Linked DNA regions of Oryctolagus cuniculus: region 1 is linked to region 2. The links are chromatin contacts, called in public Hi-C maps. All regions are on one chromosome and are shown on one strand. Each heading gives the region's core, a stretch centred on a gene start, on an enhancer-like site or on the middle of the called end of the contact. The rest is flanking DNA. Distances are from core to core; before and after follow the strand shown.

What was found. Hi-C and Micro-C count contacts between places; a contact is called where the count stands out from the background.
Region 1: a contact with region 2 is called in a Hi-C map of an unstated tissue, with 2.6 times the contacts expected there. The contact joins the promoter of NANOS3 here to the promoter of IER2 in region 2. A contact is called at or near these places in 2 of 6 Hi-C or Micro-C datasets (ear pinna and an unstated tissue).

The regions. Positions count from the first base shown.
Region 1 is chr16:62,850,810-62,856,474 of mOryCun1.1, forward strand. It overlaps NANOS3 (nanos C2HC-type zinc finger 3), which reads left to right and starts at 3,009. Exons shown (of 4, transcript XM_070058875.1): 1 at 3,009-3,807. It overlaps LOC138845642 (a long non-coding RNA gene), which reads left to right and starts at 1,463. Exons shown (of 2, transcript XR_011382858.1): 1 at 1,463-1,605; 2 at 2,047-2,591. It overlaps LOC138845643 (a long non-coding RNA gene), which reads right to left. Exons shown (of 2, transcript XR_011382859.1): 1 at 5,662-5,665; 2 at 5,024-5,271.
Region 2 is chr16:62,549,113-62,554,715 of mOryCun1.1, forward strand. IER2 (immediate early response 2) reads left to right here and starts at 1,474. Exons shown (of 1, transcript XM_051839495.2): 1 at 1,474-4,039. The coding sequence starts at 2,337. The coding sequence ends at 3,047. STX10 (syntaxin 10) reads right to left here and starts at 368. Exons shown (of 8, transcript XM_051839491.2): 1 at 99-368. The coding sequence starts at 353.

The DNA.
Region 1 (5,665 bases), core at 1,759-4,258, 300 kb after region 2:
CCCTCGCCCGGCCCCCAGGCCCGTGGAACCCTGGAGGCCTGTGGGGGGCAGGGAGCGGAAGGGGGGGTGGGGAGGTGGGGGCTGGCTCTGGGAACAGTCAGCAGGGGGCAGCTGGGCCACCCTGGGGGCCTGGGGTGGGGGAGGGGCTTCCAGGCCACTGGAGTCCTGGGGTCAACCTGGGGGCTGGGACCCCTACTACTTGGTTCTTTGCAAGCCCCTGGTCCCTTAGCTGGAGAGAGGGCTGAGCCCCATCCACTGGTTCACCCCCCCCAAATGCCCACCACAGCTGGATCTGGGCCAGACTGAAGCCAGGAGCTCCATCCGGGTCTCCCACGGGGGTGGCGGGGGCCCCAGCACTTGGGCGTCTTCCACTGCTTTCCCAGGATGTGCTAAGGGCTGAGCCATAACCTAGCCCACACCTCGTCTGGGATTTTTGAAAATGGAAATGCAGGCAAAAAAAAAAAAAAAAGACCACGACTCACCAAATCCCCAGATTCGCAGTAGAAACAAACATAATTAATTAATTAAATAAGCCAGGATCCTGGAACAGGGCTGGAATTCGGAAGAAGTGACAGAAGTGAGTCACAGCAGGACAGGCTGGGAGTCGCCCGAGGTCTTGTCCCGAGACAGCGGGGGGCCAGCGCTGGGGCATATCGGGTTAAGCCCCAGCTGGCAGTGCCGGCATCCCATGTGGGTGCCGGTTCGAGTCCCGGCTGCTCCACTTTTAAAGATTTAGTTTATTTGAAAGGCAGAGAGAGGCAGAGAGAGAGAGAGGTCTTCCATCCGCTGGTTCACTCCCCAGATGGCCGCAACAGCCGGAGCTGGGCCGATCCGAAGCCAGGAACCAGGAGCTTCCTCCTGGTCTCCCACGCGGATGCAGGGACTTTCTTCCAAAAACAAACAAACAAACAAAAAACAAACAAAAAAAACCAACCCTCTCTGAAGCCTTGTCTTAGTTCAGTCTAAACTCCTCACCAGCCGGCAAACCCCCGTATGACCTCACCTCCTCTGAGAAGTCTTCCCTGCTTTCCACCGCCTTTCTCCAAGTACCTCTCTCGCATCCCCTGCTCTCTGCACTGGACACTCTGCCTGGTTGCCCAGTAGCAACAGAACTGTCCCCCTACCAGCAGGCCACGCATGGGGACCATCTCCACCGTGAGCTCCAGGTGTGCCCAAGTTCCTGGTCTACACTGCAGGGTGGAAAGTGCTGACTCTGGAGACCCCAACGTGTGTGCACAGGAGACAGCAAACACCTGGAAGACGTGAACCAGGGTGCTGTGTGGCTGTGCAAAGGCCCTGTGGCTGGACACGCCTGGAGAGAGGAGAGGGAACTGAGGGTAGGACGGGGACCGGGCAGAGGGTGCAGGCTCCGGGGAGGGTTTTAGCTTTTGCTCATGGCTAAGTGGGAGCCACACGAGGCTCTAGGCAGAGGAGGGACCGGGCTGGGAGTGGGTGCCCACAGGCGCCCTCTGCCGGCCCTGGGCGGGGTGGGGGAGGGGCAGACCTTGGGGGTTGACCACAAGAGCAGGGACGTCGTGGCTGGATCTGGGCGAAGACGAGGGGTGCTGGACGCGCGTGGGAGCCCAGCAGGCGGCAGGATTCCAGGTGCTTCTGGGAGGAACAGTCACGGAGGTCGTTAATGGGTTGCTGAGAGCTGAGAGCCCGCGGTCCCCCACAGCCGGGTGCACGCGAAGGGACCCCGTATCCTGTGCCTCCCTGCGGCTCCTCTTGGGGCTCTGGTTGGATGACGAGAGAGGCGCCCCCGCCCACATCTGGGTCCCCAGGAGACCCTTTGAGGAGGTGGCCAGGGGCGGTGGGGGGAGTCTCCTGGGGAGGGGGGTGCAGGAAGAGCCTTTGCTGAGTCATAGCCCAGAGATGCCCGCGTGAGTCAGCACTGGCAGGGCCCCAGGAACGGGGAATGGCGGTGGGCAGGAGGGCGCTTCCTACGCCCCAGGAACCAGGCGCCGCGGGACATTCGTGGTGGGGTGGTTCCGGGGCGGAGGGGCCGGGTGATGCCCAAGAAAATTCTCTCTCGTTCTGACCCAGTTCAGGAAGGCAGAAGTTGCTTGCCAGGCCCAGAGAAGGCAGTGCAGCAAGAAGGGCGGGAGCTAGATCCTCACAGGGACCGCCGGCCGGGGACACCTCTGCGGAGACGCGGAGCAGCTTCCTCGTGGGGCCTCTGCGTTCGGCCCAGCCTACCTAGGGGCTTGTGCAGGCGGACAGAATCTGAGCCCGGGCCTGCGAGCCGGGTAGAGGCGCCGCCGGAGCAGGACTGCGACGGGCTCTGGAGTCTTCTGCCCCCTGCTGGTGGCGGCGCGGAAAGACTTGGTGAAGAAGTCAAGGCTTTGGCTCTCTCTGGGCCTTTGGCGGGGAGGGGGGCCAGAAAAGGAGAGTCCTGTGGAAGATGCTCCTCCTTGCAGCCACCTCCCCATATAGAATCATTGCTCCCTCAAACAGCCGCCCTGGCGTGCAGGAAGTGAGACTTGTATGTGCTTGTGACGGGTGACTGAATGAATGCAGCCCTCTCCCGTCTCATTGGCTCACACCCCCTCCCTCCCGTGGCCCCCAAATAAACCTGTCCTTGGTACAGAGCAGGACTCCACTCCCTGGAGGTGGTGTGGGGGGCACAGAAATAAAGAGAACGAGTTACGGGGTCAGCTCAGCCCTGGCTCATGCAGGCTAACAGAACTTCTGTCCATCTGTCCACCTGCCGTGGCCGTGGCTGGGAACTACCTGTGTCCTGGGGAGGGGTCTGTGCCCATATCCCTGTGACTTAGTCACTTGTGTGCTGTTGGGGGGGTTGGTGTGCGTCTCAGGGAGCTCACGGGAGCCCCACGCGGTGGTCTGGTTCAATGCCTGTCTCTTGGATGTGTGTACGTGTCCGCGCCACCTGGCCACCCCAGATACACCCGTGCCTGTGTGTGTGTGTGGGCGCCTCCATGGGGTCTCCTGTGCTTCTGGGGAGTGGGGTGGGGTCGGGGTGGGGGGTGCTCCTGCCCTTGGCACCTGGTGTGTCTACCACCTCCCTGGGTGTGTGTGTGGGGGGGAGGTCTGTCTCCCTGGGCGCTGAGCCCGAAGCTGCACACCTGGTGTGTTTGCGCAGGGGCTGTATCCTGGGTCCCTGCCTGCCAATTTCCCTGCGCCCCCTCGGGTCCCTGGCTGCACTGTGGCTGTGCACGCGTCTGGGGACTTCCGGGTGTCCCTCTCCGTGCAGCCTCGTCCCTGGACAAGCCCCTCGTGGCCCTCACCTCCCAATCCCCCCCTCCCCAAGCCCCGTGGGTGCGCAGCCCCCTGCACTCTGCTTCCCCCTCGGTCCGCCCTCCTTGAAAGTCGGTGTGCGCCCGGGTCCCTGCGGGTGCCCGCCCGAGCACTCGTGTGCCCCCGCCACCCCGGGGAGCCGCGTCCCGGCGCCCCGTTAGGCTTCTCCCCTCGCACCCCCACCCTCACGCCCACCCCACGGCGTGCGTCCCCTGGGTGCGCCCGGCCCAAAGGCCGCCGGGCGCTCACGGCCACGGCTGAACCCCACCGCCCGGCGCGGTGCGGGGCGGAGGGAGGGGGCGGCGGCGGGGAGCGCGGGCGCGTCACCGAGACAGACAGGCGGGCGGGCGGGCGGCGGCGGCCGCGGGTTCGAGCCGGCGCCGGAGCCCCCCGCGGCCCCCTCCTCCCCAACCCCCCAGCCCGGCCCCCGGAGCCGCGGCCGCCGCCGCCGCAATGCAATTTCCCGTGCAGGCGCCTGGGCTCCGGGGGACCTTTCCGGGCGGGTTTTGGAAAGAAGAGGGGGCCCCAGCGGCGGCAGCCCCCAACGAGGTGAGCGCGCGGGCGCCGGGCGGGCCGGGGGCGCGGCGGGGCGGGACGCGGCGGCGGCCCCCGCGCCGCACCTGCTCGCGGCCCGCGGGGGCGCCCCGGCCTCTGCGGGCCGGGCCCTCCATTGTTGCTGCGGCTGGCGAAGGGGGCGGGGAGGCCCCGGCGGCAGCTCCGCCGCCCTCGCCTTCCCCGCCCCGGGAAACGGGGCGCCGCGGGCGCCAGACCCACAACCCCAGGGGGCCGCCTGCTGGGGCGGGCGGGGCCGGCCGATGCGTGATGGGCGGGCGGCGGCCAGCTTTGTTCTTGGGGGCGCGAGCGGACCCGGCCCTCGGAGGCCGAGATCGGGCGGACTCCTCCGGCCAAGTTCACGGGCGCGCGGGCCTGCGCGGGCCCTGGCGGAGGGCCGATCCCGGCGGGGGCATTCTCCCCCCACCCCACCCCACCCCAGTTCCGCCATGGGCTGGGGGCTGCCGCGGCGCCCACTCGCCGGCCTGTCCCGGGCAGCCAGTGTTTGCAGGGCGTGGCCTGGGCCAAGGTTTGAGAACTCTCCCTCCAAAACTGGCCATTAAAAGGGGGAAAGAATGGCCCCGAGTCGCAGGGAGCCCGTTTAAAGCGACAGAGCGCTTTGCCCAGGGACCCGGCTGTGCAGGGCAGAGTCGGGGGGGAGTGGGGATGGGGGGCGGGAGACGAAGACCCCTCATTGGCTGATGGAGGCTGAGAGGTGCCCCCTCCCCATCTGCTTCCCCCACAAATACAATGACATATTCCCAAGTCCCGATGAAGACCCCTCCCCAAAACCCCGCACCCCCCTACACACACACGTACACACAGGCATCCATTGCCCCAAGCAACACTGGGATTCATGCTTGTTCCACGGGCAGCGGGTGAGCACACGCATCGCATCACCCCCAAGGGCCGACCCCCGCCCCTCCTCTGTGAGATAACGGGGTTCTGATTCCAGCTTCCTGCTTGGCGCACACCCGGGGAGGCAGCTCGTACTTGGGGGTCCCTGCCGCCCGCCGTTTCTGGGAGGCGCAGTTCCCTGGATTCCAGCTTTTCCCGGCCTGGCCCTGGCTTGGTGGGCTTTTTGGGGGGTGAACCTGTGGCATCCCCCGTTCTCTCTGCCTCGCCCAAGAAAGAGAGAGAAAGGAAAATGTTTATTTGGGTGCAAAAGAAAGGCGCAGTCTGTGTATAGTTTTTCCATAATACACATCTGGAATGAATTTTTAAAAGATTTATGCATTTATTTGAAAGGCGGTGTTACAGAGGGAGAGAGAGAGAGAGAGAAAAAGAGAGAGGGAGAGAGGTCTTCTATCCACTGGTTCACTCCCCAAATGGCTAAAACAGCCGGAGCTGTGCCGATCCGAAGCCTGGAGCCGGGAGCTCCATCCGGGTCTCCCACGCGGATGCAGGGGCCCAAGGATTTGGGCCATCCTCCACTGCTTTCCCAGGCGCATTAGCAGGGAGCTGGATTGGAGGCAGAGCAGCAGGGACTTGAACCAGCGCCCATGTGGATGCTGGCGTCATAGGTGGAGGCTTAACCTGCTATGCCACAACACCAGCCCCTTAGTGAACTTTTGAATACTTGCATTTTTTTTATATTTGCGCTAAAATACAGAAACTTAGAAGTACTCTCATATGTGCACACTGACACATGCACACACACAGACCCACGGGGAAATCGCATGCAGCCGCACACATCCCAGTCTCCGGATGGGTAACAACCCCAATACAGCCACCAAGCAGAGCAAACTCCTTGCCTTCCCAGAGCTGAGATTGTAGTGGGATGGGGGAGGGGGACACCGCTATGGGGTGACACCAACACACACACACACAGAGACACAGACACATACCCACCTGG
Region 2 (5,603 bases), core at 224-2,723:
AGACCCCCACCCCCACCCCCAGACCCTCCCGGAGACCCCAGCCCCGACGGCCGGCGCGCGCACCGATCGCCCTCCCCGGCCCCGTCGCTGTCACTCACCCTCGCACTACAAAGAATGGATCTTCGAGAGACATGGCCGCCCCCCTCCCCCAGGAGGCCGCAGCCCCTCCGGGCTGGGGCTCGCGAGCCACTTGGTTGCCTCGCAGCCCAGGAGGAAGCGCCGCCACCCCCGCCCCCGGTTCGCCACCATCGAGAGCGGGACCTCCAGAGGAGAGAGAGGTCCGAAAGGAGGAAACTTCCGTTCCCGCTGCCGCCATCTTGGGTGTGGGCAAAGGCCACACTTCCGGTCCGCATGTCCCGCCTTCTCAGTCACAGTGCCGGGCCGTTGAATGGGCGGGAGGGGTTCGCAGTCTAAGTGAATTGTTTGCTTTTGAGGCAGTGTAAATAATAATAGTCGGATTCCAGCTGAGAAAGGGTGGGGGGTCAGTGGGTTCCATCCCCGGAGCCCGCCCCGGGGCGTCCGTCCCAGCCCAGGGTCCCCAGCAGCAGGTGTGGGAAGGGCTGCGGGCATTTTAGCGGCGCTCTTCCTGCAGGGCGTGGGTGGGTGGGGGGAGAACCCCCGAGGTCGTATTGGGGCGGAGCGACCGCGGGAGGAGACCCCTGGGGGGCGGGTGTGGTGTCACCTGGGCGCGCGAGCCTGAGGGGGACCCCTGAGGAGGCACCCCGGTGAAGGTCCCCGGGAAATCGGAGGTGGGGGGCCGGGTCTCCCCTCTCGGGAGGGTGTGCGGGATGCCTCCGGGGGTCGCCCGTGGTGTGGGGCAGAGTCGCCGCTGTGTGCGGCCTGCAGACGGGACTTCTGGACTGTAGGGCAGGGGCGGGATCGGTTAAGGATGAGGTGATTTGGGGGGTCCTTTCAGGGTCGCCGCCGTCGGGGGGTTCCGTAGTGGGAGCCCGCGCGGGCGGGGTGCTTGCCCGGAGGGGCGTCGCTCCTTCCTGGCCCCCACGAGGGAAGGAAACGCCGCCTTCCTCTTCCCCCGCCCCACACGCCCGGCCCCGACGGACTCCGAGTCCGGAAGCCCCAGGCTCCAGCCGGCCGCGCGGGGGCGGGGCGGCAGCCGCGGAGGGGGCGTGTCCGGGCCGAGGCCCCGCCCCCAGAAGCCCCAGGCTCCAGCCGGCCGCGGCAGTCCGCGCGCACGGGGGTGGGGCGGGGGCGGAGGAGGGGGCGTGCCCAGAGCCGAGGCTCCGCCCCCGGAAGCCCGCTCCCGCCCGCCGTGGTGCTCCCAGCCCCATGTCCTTATATGGGCAGCCGGAAGTGGCTGGCGCGTTCGCCCTACGTCACTTCTTCCAAATTTAGCTGTGGAAGTCAGCGGGGCCCCAGTGGCGGGAAGGCTGCGTAAGCCGGGGGAGGGGGGTGGAGGGCGCCTCTTAAAGGGCCCGCACCACGAGTGAATGCAACCATTTGAACAATGTTCTTTTTTTTTTCTATTTTTTTTTTAAGCTACGGGAATTGAGTCTTCTCGTGGCGGAGGGTGGGGCCGATGTTTTCTCCGCGTGGCTCAGTTTCCAGCTCCGCCCCCCCGGGGCGCAGAGGCAGAGCAGGGCCCCCTCTCCTCCGCCGCCGACGGGGGGCGGCAGCCACGTGTTCGTCGCCGGGGCCCGTGCCCCGTTTGCGGCCGGGGCCCAGCCCACCTGGGGGGTGTCGCATCGCAGCGGTGAGCCTGTGGGCGATGGCTGGGCTGCGTTCCGGAGTCTGCGGACGACCACCCACACCCGCCCCCTCCGCCCGGTGGGCGTTCGAGCTCCGGAGCCCAGCAGCGCCATCCCGCGCAAGAAGAGAGCTTAGCACCCAACACGCAGCCAGCGCCCCTAAGCTCAGACGGCTGGGCGACGGGAGGGAATGACCGGCTCGGCCCCGAGCCTCCCGGGCTAAGGGGCCCTGGGTGCAGACGGCGCGAGCACGTGGGCGGGCCCGGAGCCCCACCCGCGCCGCCCCTCCCCAGGGCCCGCACTCGGAGAGCTCAGCGTCCCCTCGGGGCGGGGGGGACTCCACCGTAGGCCGGGGTTCCCCTCCTGTCCCCCTTTTTCCATCACCGCGAGTAAATTGCACCCTGTCGCTTTAAGGAGGCTCCGGCCACGGGGCCGCGGAAAGCCCGGATGCGGCCTTCTTACTGGGCGGGGCGTCCCTGTGACGTCACCCGGGGTATAAAAGGGCTCGGGTGGCGGGCGCCGGGGCAGAGCGTCCTAGCGGTGTCCCGGCGCGGAGAAGCGTGAGCGAGCGCGTCGTACCCCCCCGCCCCGAGTGCACCTGCCGCCCGTCCCGTCCGCCGTCGAACCGCGATGGAGGTGCAGAAGGAAGCCCAGCGCATCATGACCCTGTCGGTGTGGAAGTTGTACCACTCCCGCATGCAGCGCGGCGGCCTGCGGCTGCACCGGAGCCTACAGCTGTCGCTGGTCATGCGCAGCGCCCGGGAGCTCTACCTCTCGGCCAAGGTGGAGGCGCACGAGCCGGACGCGCCCCTGCCGCCCGCCCGCCCCGCCGACCCTCGCCTGCACCCGCCGCGGGAAGCGGAAGAAGCCACGACCGAGGCAGCGCCCCCCGACGGTGAGCAGCCCTCGCCCGAGCCCATGGACACGCAGGAGGCGCCGGGAGCCGAGGAGGAGGCGGCGGCCCCTGCCCGCTGCGCCCTGCGCCCAGCCAAGGCGAGCCGCAAGCGACGGAGCAGCTGCAGCCTGAGCGACGGCGGGGACCCGGGACTGATCCCTAGCAAGAGGGCCCGCCTGGAGGAAGAGGAAGAGAGCATGGAGGCGGACCCGGACGAGGAGGCGGCGGCGGCGGCGAGGGTCGCCGATCGCCTGCAGCCCGCCCCGGCGCAGAGCGAGGGCGCCTTCCCCAACCTGGCCCAGGTCCTCCAAAGGCGCTTCTCCGGCCTCCTGCACTGCAGCCCCGCCAGCCCCCCGACGGCGCCGGCGCCGCGCGAGGCCAAGCCGGCCTGCCGCCCGCAGGACAGTGTGCTCAACGTGCTGGTGCGCGCCGTGGTGGCCTTCTGAGCACCCGGGCGGCGGGCGCTTGCCGGAGCCCAGAACGCGCGCGCGCGCGAACTGAACCGTCGTCGGCCCGAGGGCGCGGACGCGGGGACGAGCCTCTCCCCACCACTCAACACACGGAGGCGCGCGCACGCCCTGCATCGAGGGGGCGGCGCGGAGAGGAGCGGCGCGGCTCGCCGGGAGATGCCGAGCATCCCGGAGGGGGGACCCTGGCCATGCGCGCCCCCCTCTCCAAACCCGGAGGAGCCGTGGGCGCAGGCGCCTTCCGCGGACCACAGGTGCTGTCTAAATGGACCGAGACGCGGGCCTTAACCCTCTCCCAGACCGGGAGCCAGGGGGAGTGGGCTTGGACCGTTCATTTCCTCAGGGTCGGACTTAATTTTGTTGTTTTTTGTTTTTTCCCACCGAGGGCTCAACGCCGGCCTGCCGTGGTTTTTTTTTTTTTTCAAGAGCCGCCGTGTGCCGTGGCAAAGTCCCAGGAGACTCCTCCCCCCCTCCAGGGACATACTTGTGCAGGCGGTCAGCGTTGCGTCACGGGGCCGCTTCCTGTTGGCGTGCGTGGGTGCGGGGCCTGGGAGGGAGGGTCCGGGGTGTGGACCCGCCCCGCCGTGGGTGGAGGGCAGCCTGATCACCTCGCCCACGCCGCCCGCTGCTGGTTCAGTGTCCCACGCCCGGCGCGCCCCTCCCCCCCGGGGGTGGTGGTGGCTGGGAAGAGAGGTGGTTTCTCTGGTCTTGTGCAGGTGGCGGTGCCCCCCATACCCACCCCCAATACGTGCCCACGGCAGGCTGAAGCTGGGGGACCGGTTGGCGGCCATGGCTGGCCCGATTTGGGGGTGGGGGTCGGGGATGGGGAGGGGAGGGCTCCTGTGGTGGCCCCGGGAGTTTTTCCTTGGGAGGGGATGGGTGGGTTGTGGTTTCAAAGCCAATCTCACCTAGCCGGTTTTGTTAGGGACCGTCAGAAAAATAAAGAAGACAAAAAAGACTTAAGTATAAAAGTTTGGCCTGTCTGGTTTCCTGCCGCGGCGGGGGAGGGGCGGGGTTAAGGGGTCACGCGCTGGCTGCGGCCGGCTGGGGCGGGGTGGGGGGACCCCAGGAGCCGGTTTGACCGGTGGTTACAGCGTGGGCGGGAGAGGGAGCAGGCTGGTCCTGCGCCCCCTGAATCCGCTCTCCCAGTGGGGGGCGTAAGCACGATTTGGGGGACCTTGCCTCCTCCCGCGGCTGACCTCGGGCGTCCGCCAGCGATGGAGCTGAACTGGTGGACTTTGGAATGCTGGTTACGCCTCCACTTCCAGCGTTTTCCGGGCGGTACGCCAAAGAGAGCCTGCTGTTTCCAGCCTCAGTTTCCCTATCTATGAAATGGGCCTTCTGTGCCGCTCCCCACCCCTGCCTCGCTCTTGGTGGTGAAAGACCCCCGCGGGCCCTAGGTCTCTACCCCGTCCCGAGAAGAAGAAAAATTATTTTAATTAAAATTTCCCCAGCATCGCTACCTGAGAGGGGGAGCTGCCGGCGCTGCCCCTGGGGGCTGAGGGGAGGAGGGGGCGTGGCCAGCGGGGACAAAGGAGCCGCAGGTGCAGGGTGGGGGGGCGCGGAGGAGCGCCGGCCACGCCTTCCGACGGCTGTCTCGGCCGAGTCGGGCCTCCAGTGACCCCGGGAGACCTGACCCCGAGGCCCGGGCGGGAGTGGTGGTGGGGAGATCCAGAGGAGAGGGGCCGGGCGCTCGCCGGGCTCCAGGCGTCAGCAGTCGCCCCGTCCACCCACGTGGGAGCGATGCGAGCGCCGCCTCCCTCAGATTCGGAACGGGAAAACGTGGGGGATTTTTGCACGCCTCACTCTTGAGGCCAGATACACACCAAGGGGTGGGGGTGGGGCTGGAACCCCAAGTCCCAGGCGGTAGAGCAACGCCCCGCCGGGCCCCGGGAAGTCCCCGGCGGCGGCGGAGGTGGCTGGGGAGGGGGCGTCGCCCCGGCATCCTGTGGCAGGAACCGCCGGGCCCTTCCTTCCGCGGGAAGCGGCCGAGCCGACCCCTGCCCCCGCCCAGGCTCCGGCCGCCTAGGGGTTTCCTGTGCCCTGGCCACCGCAGAGAGGACAAGGGCAGATGGAAGACAGGCCTGGAACTAGCAACCCGAAACATCTGTCTTCTCCCAGGATGTCACCTGGGAACGGCTCGATGGGGTGGCGGCTGTGACAACCAAGAAAATGTCACATATCCTGTTCCCAGTGGCGTCCCAGGAAAAACCAGGCCTGGTTCCTTAGCCGGCTGCTGCCCTAGGGACAATGCCAAGGGGACTCCCCCACCCAAGGGCAAAGGAGCTGGGCCTCAGGTTCCCAGGCTGTAAACTGGGCACAATCATAGCCCTTGTCGCGGAAGCCTTGTTAAGCAAGGTAAAGTGATTGGCACACAGAGTGCCCCGTATGTGTATTGTTTGATGACTGGCGGATCGTGGGATGAGTGGTCTGGCTGCACATGGTAAAGCCATGTACCTAAACACGGGTGTACATGGATGAGAAAAGGCCGGCTGTCCCCCTCCCCCGCCCTGTCTGCCCCTTCAGACTCCCTTG